Regions from separate parts of the Oryctolagus cuniculus genome. Here regions 2 and 3 are each linked to region 1. The links are chromatin contacts, called in public Hi-C and Micro-C maps. All regions are on one chromosome and are shown on one strand. Each heading gives the region's core, a stretch centred on a gene start, on an enhancer-like site or on the middle of the called end of the contact. The rest is flanking DNA. Distances are from core to core; before and after follow the strand shown.

Evidence for each region. A called contact is a pair of places that touch in the nucleus more often than the background predicts.
Region 2: a contact with region 1 is called in a Micro-C map of ear pinna, with 5 times the contacts expected there. The contact joins the enhancer-like site here to the promoter of PPP1R12A in region 1. A contact is called at or near these places in 2 of 6 Hi-C or Micro-C datasets (ear pinna and skin fibroblasts).
Region 3: a contact with region 1 is called in a Hi-C map of skin fibroblasts, with 2.9 times the contacts expected there. The contact joins the enhancer-like site here to the promoter of PPP1R12A in region 1. A contact is called at or near these places in 3 of 6 Hi-C or Micro-C datasets (embryonic fibroblasts, skin fibroblasts and an unstated tissue).

The regions. Positions count from the first base shown.
Region 1 is chr11:82,715,740-82,719,302 of mOryCun1.1, forward strand. It overlaps PPP1R12A (protein phosphatase 1 regulatory subunit 12A), which reads right to left and starts at 1,815. Exons shown (of 26, transcript XM_017341997.3): 1 at 665-1,815. The coding sequence starts at 901.
Region 2 is chr11:82,353,159-82,356,721 of mOryCun1.1, forward strand. No RefSeq gene overlaps it. Among named protein-coding and RNA genes, the nearest start is that of PAWR, 130 kb to the right of the region's middle. Within about 2 kb of position 1,648, at least 3 of the 8 cell types and tissues checked have an H3K27ac peak or open chromatin away from gene starts, as enhancers often do. A contact at or near this core is called in ear pinna, where this site is marked.
Region 3 is chr11:82,986,984-82,990,546 of mOryCun1.1, forward strand. No RefSeq gene overlaps it. Among named protein-coding and RNA genes, the nearest start is that of OTOGL, 24 kb to the right of the region's middle. Within about 2 kb of position 2,043, at least 1 of the 8 cell types and tissues checked has an H3K27ac peak or open chromatin away from gene starts, as enhancers often do.

The sequences.
Region 1 (3,563 bases), core at 565-3,064:
GCTCCCTCACCCTACACACTTCACCCCCTCTCTTCCAGCCGGTGCACATCGCTAATTACACCCCGGTTTCCCCTCCCCGGTGACCAAGAGTAATAAAGGAGAAAACAGGAAATCGTTCGCTCTGGGCACTCGGTTTAGGGCTCCTGATTACTGTTATTATCATCATCATTTGCAATCAAGTTCTAAAAAGTACAACAAATCCAACGTCCACCTATAAGCCAAAGACGTCCATCTGCCCAAGCGTCCCCAATACCCCTGAGAGCCGTTTCCTTCAGCATCCCCACCCCCTCTCCAACAGATCCCTGGCACCGGGGCCAGGGCACAACCTCACTGCACCCCTCCCTGTCTGGAACCCAAATACCAGACACACGTCCACAGATGACCCTAGGGCTACAAGACGCCCACAGCCCCTTCCCTCCGATACCCCGGAAATCATCCGGTTCCCAGCTACAACAGCAACTGGTCTGAAGGGGGCCTCAAGCCCGGGGCCCTCCCTCCACCAGTCGTCTCCCTCCGTCCCCGTCGGGAAGCCGCCCCCTCACCCCCGCGGCAGGGAGTCTCCCGCCGCCCCCGGCCTCCCGAGGACGAGGAGGGTGGGAAGGTCCCCGTGAGAGGCCGGCGAGGACCCTCAGGGTCAAGAGAGCCGGCGGCCGGGGACACAGACCTGGTGCAGGGCAGTGAGTCCGTCCACATTGGCGTAATTGATGTCGGCGCCGCGGTGCAGCAGCTTGAGGACCTCGTCCGTGTCGCCGCTGGAGCAAGCAGCCAGGAAGACGGCGCCATCGTCGAACTTCACCTTGGTCTTCTGGCGCTTCACCACGGGAGGCTCGAGGTCCGTCTCGGAGCCCATCCAGCGCTTCAGCTGCTCGTTCCGCTTCTGCTTCGCGTCCGCCATCTTCATCCCCTCTCCTGCCGCCGGGTCTTCTTATCGCGAGGGGGGGAAGGGGGAGGCGGAGAGGGAAGAGAGGGGAGGCAGGGGGTGTGTGACTGTTTCTGTGAGTGCGGGCCAGAGGAGGGCTGGGAACCGGGAGGAGACGCTCGAGACTTCCAGTATCCCACAGAGCACTGGGGCGGCGCGCCCGGCCGAGCGGACCTCCCTTCCTACCACAGAAGCCCTCCCGCCCCCGGCGCGGCCACCCGTCACCGGCGGCCAATCTAACGTAACTTCGCGAGATCCGGGCAGGGAGGCGCCCTTCGGCCAGTGCGCATGCGCTCTGGGACTGCGCCCGCCCCAGGAAGAGCGCGCCCGCCCCCAGGAAGAGCGCTCCCGCGAACTGTGGCGGGGGCGGCCCGGTCACCGGAGGGAAGCGGGTGTGGCCCGGGCCTCCTGGGCTGCGGGGGTTGGGGCCAACCTGGAAGCGAGGAGGCAGGGAGGGAAGGTTGTTGCGGGCAGCTGAGGGCTCCTGAGGTTCCGGAGGCCCACAGCCGGGCTGCAAAGCTTTTCAGGGCCGACCTGCCTTCCGGGCCGTCTCGGCCCGGCCGAGTCGTTTCCTCCGGGCGGAGGGTTTCCCCATTGGCTGCGTTATTTGAATGGAATGGAGGACAGGTCTCGAATTAGGCGCTTGTGGTTGCTCTCTGAGGCGCTCAGATGAACTTGAACGTATCAGTGTTGATAACGGCCTTTTTAAACGGGGTGTCTGTCGCCGAGGGCGTCGGTAGTGTTTGCCGAGGTGACCACCTATTGACGAGGGTAGACCTGCGGTAATTGCTGCGGCTTCCTGCCAGTCCCCGGTGTAGAAACGTCTTCCTTCTTACTCTTGCTTGGTACAGTTTGGTTTTCTCTCACGCTTATTTTGGAACCTCTTCCCCTTCCTTCAGTACTTTAAGCCCGTCTGGTACTACCCATGAGCTTAGCTCAGCCCCGCTACTGGTCCTGACCTTTTATGGGATTTCTGGTCCCAGCTCCAGCGCTTTCCAAAGGAGCAGTGCAAAGACCCAGGCGAGTCTAGAATCCAAAAGGAATGTTAAGGCAATTACTTCCACCGGTATTTATTGAATACCTACTGTGAGCCCGTGACATACTGGGTACTGAAGTGTACAGTTTTAAAGGTCCCATATTTATTTCAACCACCTCTTTAGGTTACATGGTCAAAACAGATTATAATTTCTTTTCATTAAAGAAAAGGCTTTGTAACTTTGCCTTGTCTGGCCACACACTTTGTAATGCAGATGTCTTTCGAATGTCTTGCGAATCATGTATGGGAGGTCTTCCAAAAGTTCATAGAAAATGTACATTATGAAAAAACGGTATAGATAAAGGTTTTTAGCACCAAAATTACCTATTCAGTTTTCTACAAACATTTTGAGGTACTCGTGTATCTACCTTCTTGCCAATTGATAGCCCTAAACACCCTATTGTAATCCCCTATTTTTAAACAATGCATTTATTTTTGTTTTATTTGGAAGGCAGAGAAACAGATCAAGAGACATGGGGAGATCTTCCATCCACTGCTTCACTCCCCAAATGCCCAAGACCCAAGTACTTGAGACTTCAGCTGCTTGCCCAGTGTGCATTTGCGGGAAGCTGGATCAGAAGCAGAGTAGCAGGGACTCCAACCAGGTACTCTGATGTAGGCACTGCTGTGCCAAATGCCTGCCCCCATTTGTTTTTGGAGCCAAAATAAAAGTCATGAAATCTTACCCCTGAATGGGAATTTAGTTACCATATTTAGACTGTGTGTCCAAAGAACTAGGTGATTTATCTAATTTTACCAGGATTAGGATTCACTCAGCAAATATTATGCACCTGTTCTGAGTCATACATTGGGGAAACAGCAGTGACCAATTAAGTTTTCAACATGATGCTTTTTTCCTGTAGAATACACTGCAGCTTATCATAATACGAAATAAAATCAGAGATTTTGAGTAAAATAAGATTAGAAAACCACCTCCATGTAAGACTGAATTTTCTGAACCGTCATTACTAGAATAATGATATTCATAGAACCCAGGTTAGGATAAAACTTCTAAAAATATTGTAGAACTACAAAATGAGTCTAATATGTTAAAATGCACTGTTGTATGTTCATAAAGTACACCAAAGATAACACCAGACCTTAGCATAATAATGGTGTTAGATACTGAAGAACTTTGTTGGTACCTAAATACAAAATCCCTATCCACAGAATGCAACTCTCAAAAGCACTTGAGAATTGTTTTGTCAGCTCCTGTGTCTACATAGAAAAGTAGACAACATATCCTTACTATTTTCCAGTAACATTATGGTCTATTTGATACTTCTTAAAAGTGCTCTTGAAATACAGATCAATATCTCAAGTTTTCATTTGGGCAAGAGAAGTTTGATGGAAAGCATGCTATTTCTGATACAAGTACTTATTTCAGGATGTAAAATTAGTAAGTAAAATAGACGATAGTTTGTTTATAAAACAGTTCAGTTCCAAGGACTACCATTTAAAATCAAGCAAAAACCCATCCACCTGAGCTGTTAATGTGTTCATATTTCATTGAGATTTGCTTCTACAGTTCTAATGGTCAGGAAGCACTACTAGTGTTGTTTAATTGGAAGTACTCTTCAATTGCCAACTGCTTTGTCTTTCTAGGAA
Region 2 (3,563 bases), core at 398-2,897, 360 kb before region 1:
AACTGCTCATTTCCTAGGGCCCATCACACATCCTGTGACAGGATGTTTCAGGATTTTCCTTCAATTCTACTTGTAAACAAATAGCCTTGGGGCGGAGACACGCAGCTGCACCGGGCAGCAGGGCGCAGCAGGGATTGTGCAGGCCAAGGTTTTGGTGTACCTTGAACAATCTTAATCTCCTGGCAGCCCCCTTCACAGCCCAGAGCCGAGGTTTGTGTCTCAGTCCTTGTAAATCTCAGTCCAAGTTTTGGAATTTCTCTGAATGCCATCCCTAAGAGCAAAAAGAACCTTCTATGGGAACGAAACGTTACATAATCCGGCACAGCCGACTGTGTACAAGATTCTGTTTGGTTTCCACGCACAATTTACAAGGATGTGGTTCGTTCAAAAGCAGGATTGTGCAACTGGGCAAAAGCTGTCAGTGGATTGATCAGGCAGGCAAACCTGGGCAGGAAGAGCCACATGCTTCTCTCTGCCCGAGACGCTGGGAATGTGAACCGGGTGGGTAAATGTGGTCCTGGTTGGAGGACCCAGTAAACAAAGTTGCTAGAAGCCCTGGGCTCCGTTGAGGCAGAGTTCCCTGCCTGTGAGCTCAACCAGTGCTCCAGGGCATACACTTGGCACTCCCTGCACGAGGGGGTGGGGGCGGGGCTTCGCTTCTGATCTCTCTTGAGATTAGTGTTTCAAGAAGCCACGCAGGCTGAGCAGTGGGAGGAAAGACCCAGGTGGAACTGTAAATCAAGAAATAGGAAAGAAATTAGGAAAAGGAGAAAACAGGCTCTTCACAGACAGGTGCATAGCTGCCTGCAGCCCTGATGCCTCCCATACTCCAAACAACAACGGCTATTTGCTGATGTCAAACGTATCAGCTTAGCAGGAAAGATAAATGAAGGGGAAAATCTTCAGGCAGAAAGATTTTTGAAATTTTTCTGCAGTGCCAAAACACAGTCCAGGGTTCAAACGGGCCATATTTGGACAATGATTGCTATGTTATTTCTTCTATCTTCTGTGTTTTCACTTCTATATAATAACATTAACACTCTTTACACAAGGTCAGTACTATTTACCTAGAACTTTCCCACAAGTCTCTTCTCTTTTGCCCTCCTCTCTCTTCCTCTCCCAGGGTCATGAGCACATACTATGTTTCTGAGAGAGAAAATGTAAGAGGGAAAGTTCGCTGGGATTAGTCAGGATTGTAATTAGGGGATTGTAACTCAGCAAATCTACACTGATTAGGGCAAGACAGAGCAGAAAACTTGTCCCTAGGTCTAAAGATTCAACAGAAGACTATCAGGGTTGACCTCACACTGCGTTTCAAAGCGGCAAGGAAAGAAAAATACAGAAAAACAAAGCCAGGATGGAAGTGTGCTGTGGGAGGGTGCACAGTGAATAGGAAAAAATGCTATGGAAGATTACTCCTGACCCAGCAAAACCTGACCAGAAGGAATGTTGACAAAGGGTGGAGATGCATTCAAGAGTTTTGCAGACGGCACCTCTGGCCCACACTTGCCAATCATAACCCCAGGAAAGTCACTGGGAAGGCACCATGGCCTCTTCTTTTACAGGCATTTTGTTTCTAGGACCATGCCCTGGGAAATCAGGGAATAAGCCCCTTGTCTTTACAAATCTGAGATTTGCTACAGTGGGACAGATAAAAACCAATGGCTAGGAAGGGGTAAACCGTCGATGAGATCCCGGTTGTAACTCGGTTGAACAGAGTTGTTTCAGTACATGACAACTTGGCTCCAAGCGGTATTATTCTGAATGCATAATTGATGGGGCCCGTCTGTTTTTGGTAAAGGGACTTTTGTTTTGCTTTTTTTTCTTCCCCACTCTCACTCCGAGTGAATGGCTTTCTCATTAGACAATGTTCACATGCCCTTGGAAAATGTATTTGGAATAGAAAGACTCCCCAGAATCACAGATTGGAATGCCAACAGAGCCAAGTATCTTCTTCCCCATCTTGAGATGGTTACATGGGAACTCACGCTGATCTCCACGCACGGGATGTCGCAGGTAAGACTACTGAAGCCATGGGACCATCTAATTAGCGTGGTTATTAAAGTCCTACGGCACTCTGGTGAGCAGAGCTGTGGACTAGCACTCAGAACATCTTTTCTCATTCCAGCCCTGGGTCCTGGATTTATAGAAGCAAAGCAGCTACGAACACTTTGGGTCCTCTCACCCATTCTGCAGATGCTTTAGTAAGCATCTACCTACTCAAGGCCTTAGGCACTGGGGCACGATAACGAACAAGATTTTGGCATAAGCCTATCTTCACATAATTTGGAATCATGGAAGATAGAGGCCAGCAAAAAAAAAAAAAAAAAAAAAAAAGCAATTAGAATGTTACACTCTCTAGGGTGGTTACCATAAAAACAAAAAACAAAGAGAAAGAGAAAGAGAGCTTGGTGAGGATGGTAAGCAATTAGAACCCCGAACACTATTGGTGGGAATCATGCAGCTGCTGTAGAAAACGTTCTGGCAATTTCTCAAAAGGGTAAACATAGTTACCATATGACCCAGCAATTCACCTGCTGGGTGCTTACCCAAGAGAACTGAAAACATAGGTCCATACAAAACATGCACACAAGTAGTCGTGGAAGCATTATTCATGAAAGCCAAAACCTGGAATCAGCCTGGTGTTCGTCAACAGATGAATGGACAAGCAAAATGCGATAAAAATATACAATGGAATATTACTCAACCATAAAAAGAATGAAGTCCTGACACATGCTACATACAACACGGATGAACTTTGCAAGCATTTCGTGTAGTGAAAGAAGCCCCACAGGAAGACCAGTATTATACTATTCCATCTATGCCAAGACTGGGTAGATCCCTGTGGAAACAGAAAGTAGATCATTGCTGAGAGGGGTGTGAGGGACAGGTGAGTGGGAGTAGCTAGCTGTCAGTGGATTCCTTTTGGAGTGAAGGAAATGTCATGAAATTACAGTGGTGACAGTTGTACAAGCTTGTGGACGTATTAAAAACCATTCAGTTGTCTAGTCTGAAAGGGTGCGTTATGGTAAACAAGTTCTATTTCAATAAACAAGGTGATTATAATGCATGTGATGAATGCTACATTAAACCGAATGCTATTCTACATGTTTAGGGTGGCACCAGAGAAGGGGTTCAGAAGGGATTCCTGAAAGAAGTGACTTTAAAAAAAAGATTTATTTTATTTATTTGAAAGACAGAGTTACAAAGAGAGAGAGGGAGACAGAGAGAGAGAAATCTTCCATCCACTGGTTCAGTCCCCAGATGGCCACAACAGCCAGAGCCGGGCCATGAGCCGGTAGCTCCATCAGGGTCTCCCATGAGGCTGCAGGAGCCCAAGCAGTAGAAGTGGAGCACTCAGGACTCAAACCAGCACCCACATTCCTGGGACGCCAGCAATGTAGGCAGCGGCTTATTCATTCACAATGCAAGCCCCAAAAAGTGACTTTTAAATAGGAGGAAGATGGATCAATACAAAACAAAGGGTTAGCAAAACATACCCAGTGCTGAGGGGAGAGAGCCCATGGTACATTTAGGGGAACAGTAAAATGTACCCCCACTTA
Region 3 (3,563 bases), core at 793-3,292, 270 kb after region 1:
GGATTCAATGAGATTTGTCATGCCATTGGAACGAAGTGATCCAAAAAGTCTGAAACTATCCTGTGTTAAATTTTAGGATCTGTGGATTACTTTTGCTGTATTGGGAGGCTGCTCTTCCTTTTATAAAAGGGTGACCTTCTTAATATTATAAATAAAAATTTTATTCAAAATCTCTTAAGAAACCATGGAAAATCCCTTGTGTGAGCAAGGGTGGGTACACATATATAGAAGCAGTTTCTTTTATTTGTGTGTGAATTTGCAAGCAGCACCTCACTTGAGCTGAACTTTTGCTATATAAATAAAACCATCTGGTGTCTCCAAAGAATTCCAGCCTCCAGAGAACAGGATCATAAACAATCGATCCTCCAAAGACCTTTCAGTATTTTAGTTTGAGTACAGTTTTCCCACAGCACTGTCTTAATTATTTTATCTGTTTATACTCTTCTAAGGATTTTATAATTTTTTCTTTTAATCTAACATCTTTGTGTGAGTACATAGAGGAAAAGCCTACCCCTCCATTTTTGGTGATGTGAGAAAAAACCGCTATATCCTTTAAGGTATTTTGTTAATGCAAATGTAGATATCTCAGATGTATTAATAGAGTTTGGAAAGAAGGAAGTATATTATTCCATTTTTTTCTGATGGGAAAATAAGACACAGAGTTACAAGTTCAAGGTCCTATGTCCCACAACTATTAGCTGCTAAACATGATCCAGATTTTGTAAATCCCAGTTGAATAATTTTTTTACTCAACACTGTCTTTAACTTAATGTTTATTTTCTTTCAAGCATGGAAAACAAGCATGCCTCTGATTAAAACAAAGGGAATCCAGTCTTTGACCAGTTGACCACTCGAGACTTAGCAGCTGGGAAGTTGGTTAAGTCTTCTAAGAATGAAGTTATAGTTCTTTTTTTAACCTCTTCTGTCCCAGTTGGCAAAAATTGTTTAGTATTAATTCATCCCTTGGAAGAAGTGAATTTTTAGGAGGCTTCTGAAACTGGGATTTATTTGTATGCAAGACCAAGAGGGCTTGATTGCAAAGCTCAAATCAGACAGTGTTGACCAAAGAGTATCTTCAAATACAAAGCTACATTAGAATCACTTTGGGGGAGCTTAAAAAACAAAATACTGAGGTCTAGGTCCAGTACCCTAAAAGTACAAACTGATAATGGAGTTCTCCAAGATGATTCTTAATGGTCAGGCTAAATTTCAAAACCATTACTTGATGCCCTCGTAGCACATCATTCACAGGGATGGGACCTTTCTTCTGGAGTAGCTTGTTTGCTCAGGATTAATACGAAGTGACACGAAGGAATCAGACAGCAATGTGGGAGGAAGCACTGGACGGTAGAAAGCAGCTGGATGTAATGGAAAGAACAACATCTGATTGCCCCTTCTTCCTGAGGCTTGACTGGACCACCAGTGTAGCTCCAGTGATTTGTAAGTTGGTGACCTGGATTGACACAGTCTCCTGATTCTGGCTCCCATCAGAGCTGGCCATAGTATATCTCTGGCACCATTTTTTGCAACTGGCTGAAATATTATAAATTCTGCTTTTTTAACTTGGACATATAGCAACACTGTTCTTTTTATGATTTATTTTGACACATAATAGCATTTATAGTGATTATCTTCCCTGAAATTATATTTGATGTGACTTGTTAGGCTGCTATATGCATGCACTGACATTTGCTGAGTCATTTGTTTGGGAACAGGATGTGCCCTGCATCTTAGCTGACGTATAAGAAAGAGCCTTCCCAGGCCGGCAACATGCAGGTTTCAACTGGTATAGCCAGGCTTCAAAAAGTTAATGGAAAAAATTCACATTATCTCTTATAAAAAGTTTACTTTTATTTATTTGAAGGGCAAAGAGACAGAGGCAGAGAAAGATCTTTCATCTGCTGGTTCCTTCCCCCAGATGCCAGCATCAGCTAAGACTGGGCCAGGCTGAAACCCGGAGCCAGAAACTCAGTCCTGGTTTCCCACGTGGGTGGCAAAAACCCACACACTCAGGCCACCATCTACTGCCTCCCAGGCATGTTTGCAGGAAGTCGGATTGGAAGCAGAGGCAGCACTTGATCCCAGGCCCTGTCATAGGATGTGGGCATCCGAAGTGGCAGCTCAGGCTGCTGTGCCATGATGCCTGACTCTCACTTTGTCTTTTAACTCCATTTTTCCCACCAACATTTGAGACCCTCTTAGACAATTTTTAACGCTTACAGGTGAGAAGAAATTCACATAAGTACGCAAAAGTTTGAAGCTGATGTGGACATTTTCTTCTGGACATAAAGGTATCACTAGTGTCAATTAACATTTGCAGTTTGGGAAGAATGAATTCATGACTTGATCTTTCGCCAAAACCGCAGGCAAAGCAAACCCTCCCATCTGTTTGAGAGTGAATCCAAGTTTTGTTTAGTGTTAGTAGTATTCTTAGTGTTTCCTTTTTAAAAATAGTTCTTCCTTTACTTTGTAGTTCATGCTTTTCCCAGGCTGGTGCATAAGAGCCTTGGTAAGGTTCTTGCTAGCAGGGGCCGCCAGCTTCTTTCTGGGCAGGCTTTCTGTTATTGTAGGGGAATGGGCTGGGAAGAGACAAAGGAGTGTATTTCATAGAACTTGGACCACTATGTTTTACCTTCTAGGATAGATCAAACCTGGTCATAATACATCCTCAAGTTTGTTTTTGTATTGTGACTTTAAAATTGTTGGATACTGTCCAGATACTATTTTGGAACAAGAGCTAAGTGAGTTCTAAAAAACCACTTAATATGTTTCTTAATATATTCCCATTTACTCAAAAGAACCAAATATGGTGACATTTTATAAAGCTTTGTTCTGTTTGTTATTTGTCCTTCAAAATGAGAATTTAAATTCCAAGCACTTACTGAGACAGGATATTGAGATTTTATGAATAAAGAATTCTGTAAAATCTTTGATGCTAAACTAGCTGTGTAATGATTATGTCATAGTAGAAAGAGTGACAGCACGGGATCTGAAAATGGGAGTTCCAAAAGCAGCTTTGCTACTCCCTGGCTCTGTGACTTTGGACAACTTATCTTGATCTTTGTGCACATGTCAAGGAATGGGGTAGGAACTGCTGTACCAGTGTTAACTACAGGAGTACAATCAAGAAAATTTTCAACTGATTAATCAATTCTAAGTGAAATTCCATTTAGATCTGCTTACTTTAAGAACGAATTATATAGAGTTTATTTGAACAAAGTAAACTGTGAGCCATTTGGGTAACACCCTAATTGGAGCACTGTCAGTAATGTTTTCCCTAGAAACAAAAAGTGAGGCACAGAAAGCAACTTAACAGTAACCTCTCTTTACCACGAAATAGAAATGAGACACAAAAAGCAACTTAATTGGGTAAAACCTGGCCCACCAACAAATCAGTAACAGCTTAACTAGTTAATTGGTTATAGCCTAACCAGTATACTGCAACCAGAGCCTTCTGCATCCAACCACTGCTCCGGTTCTGTGACTAAACTATATTGGCTTTACTTGAGCCCAATGAGTGTACCCTGTTCAAATCCATGGCCTACAAAATATTACTTAGCAAT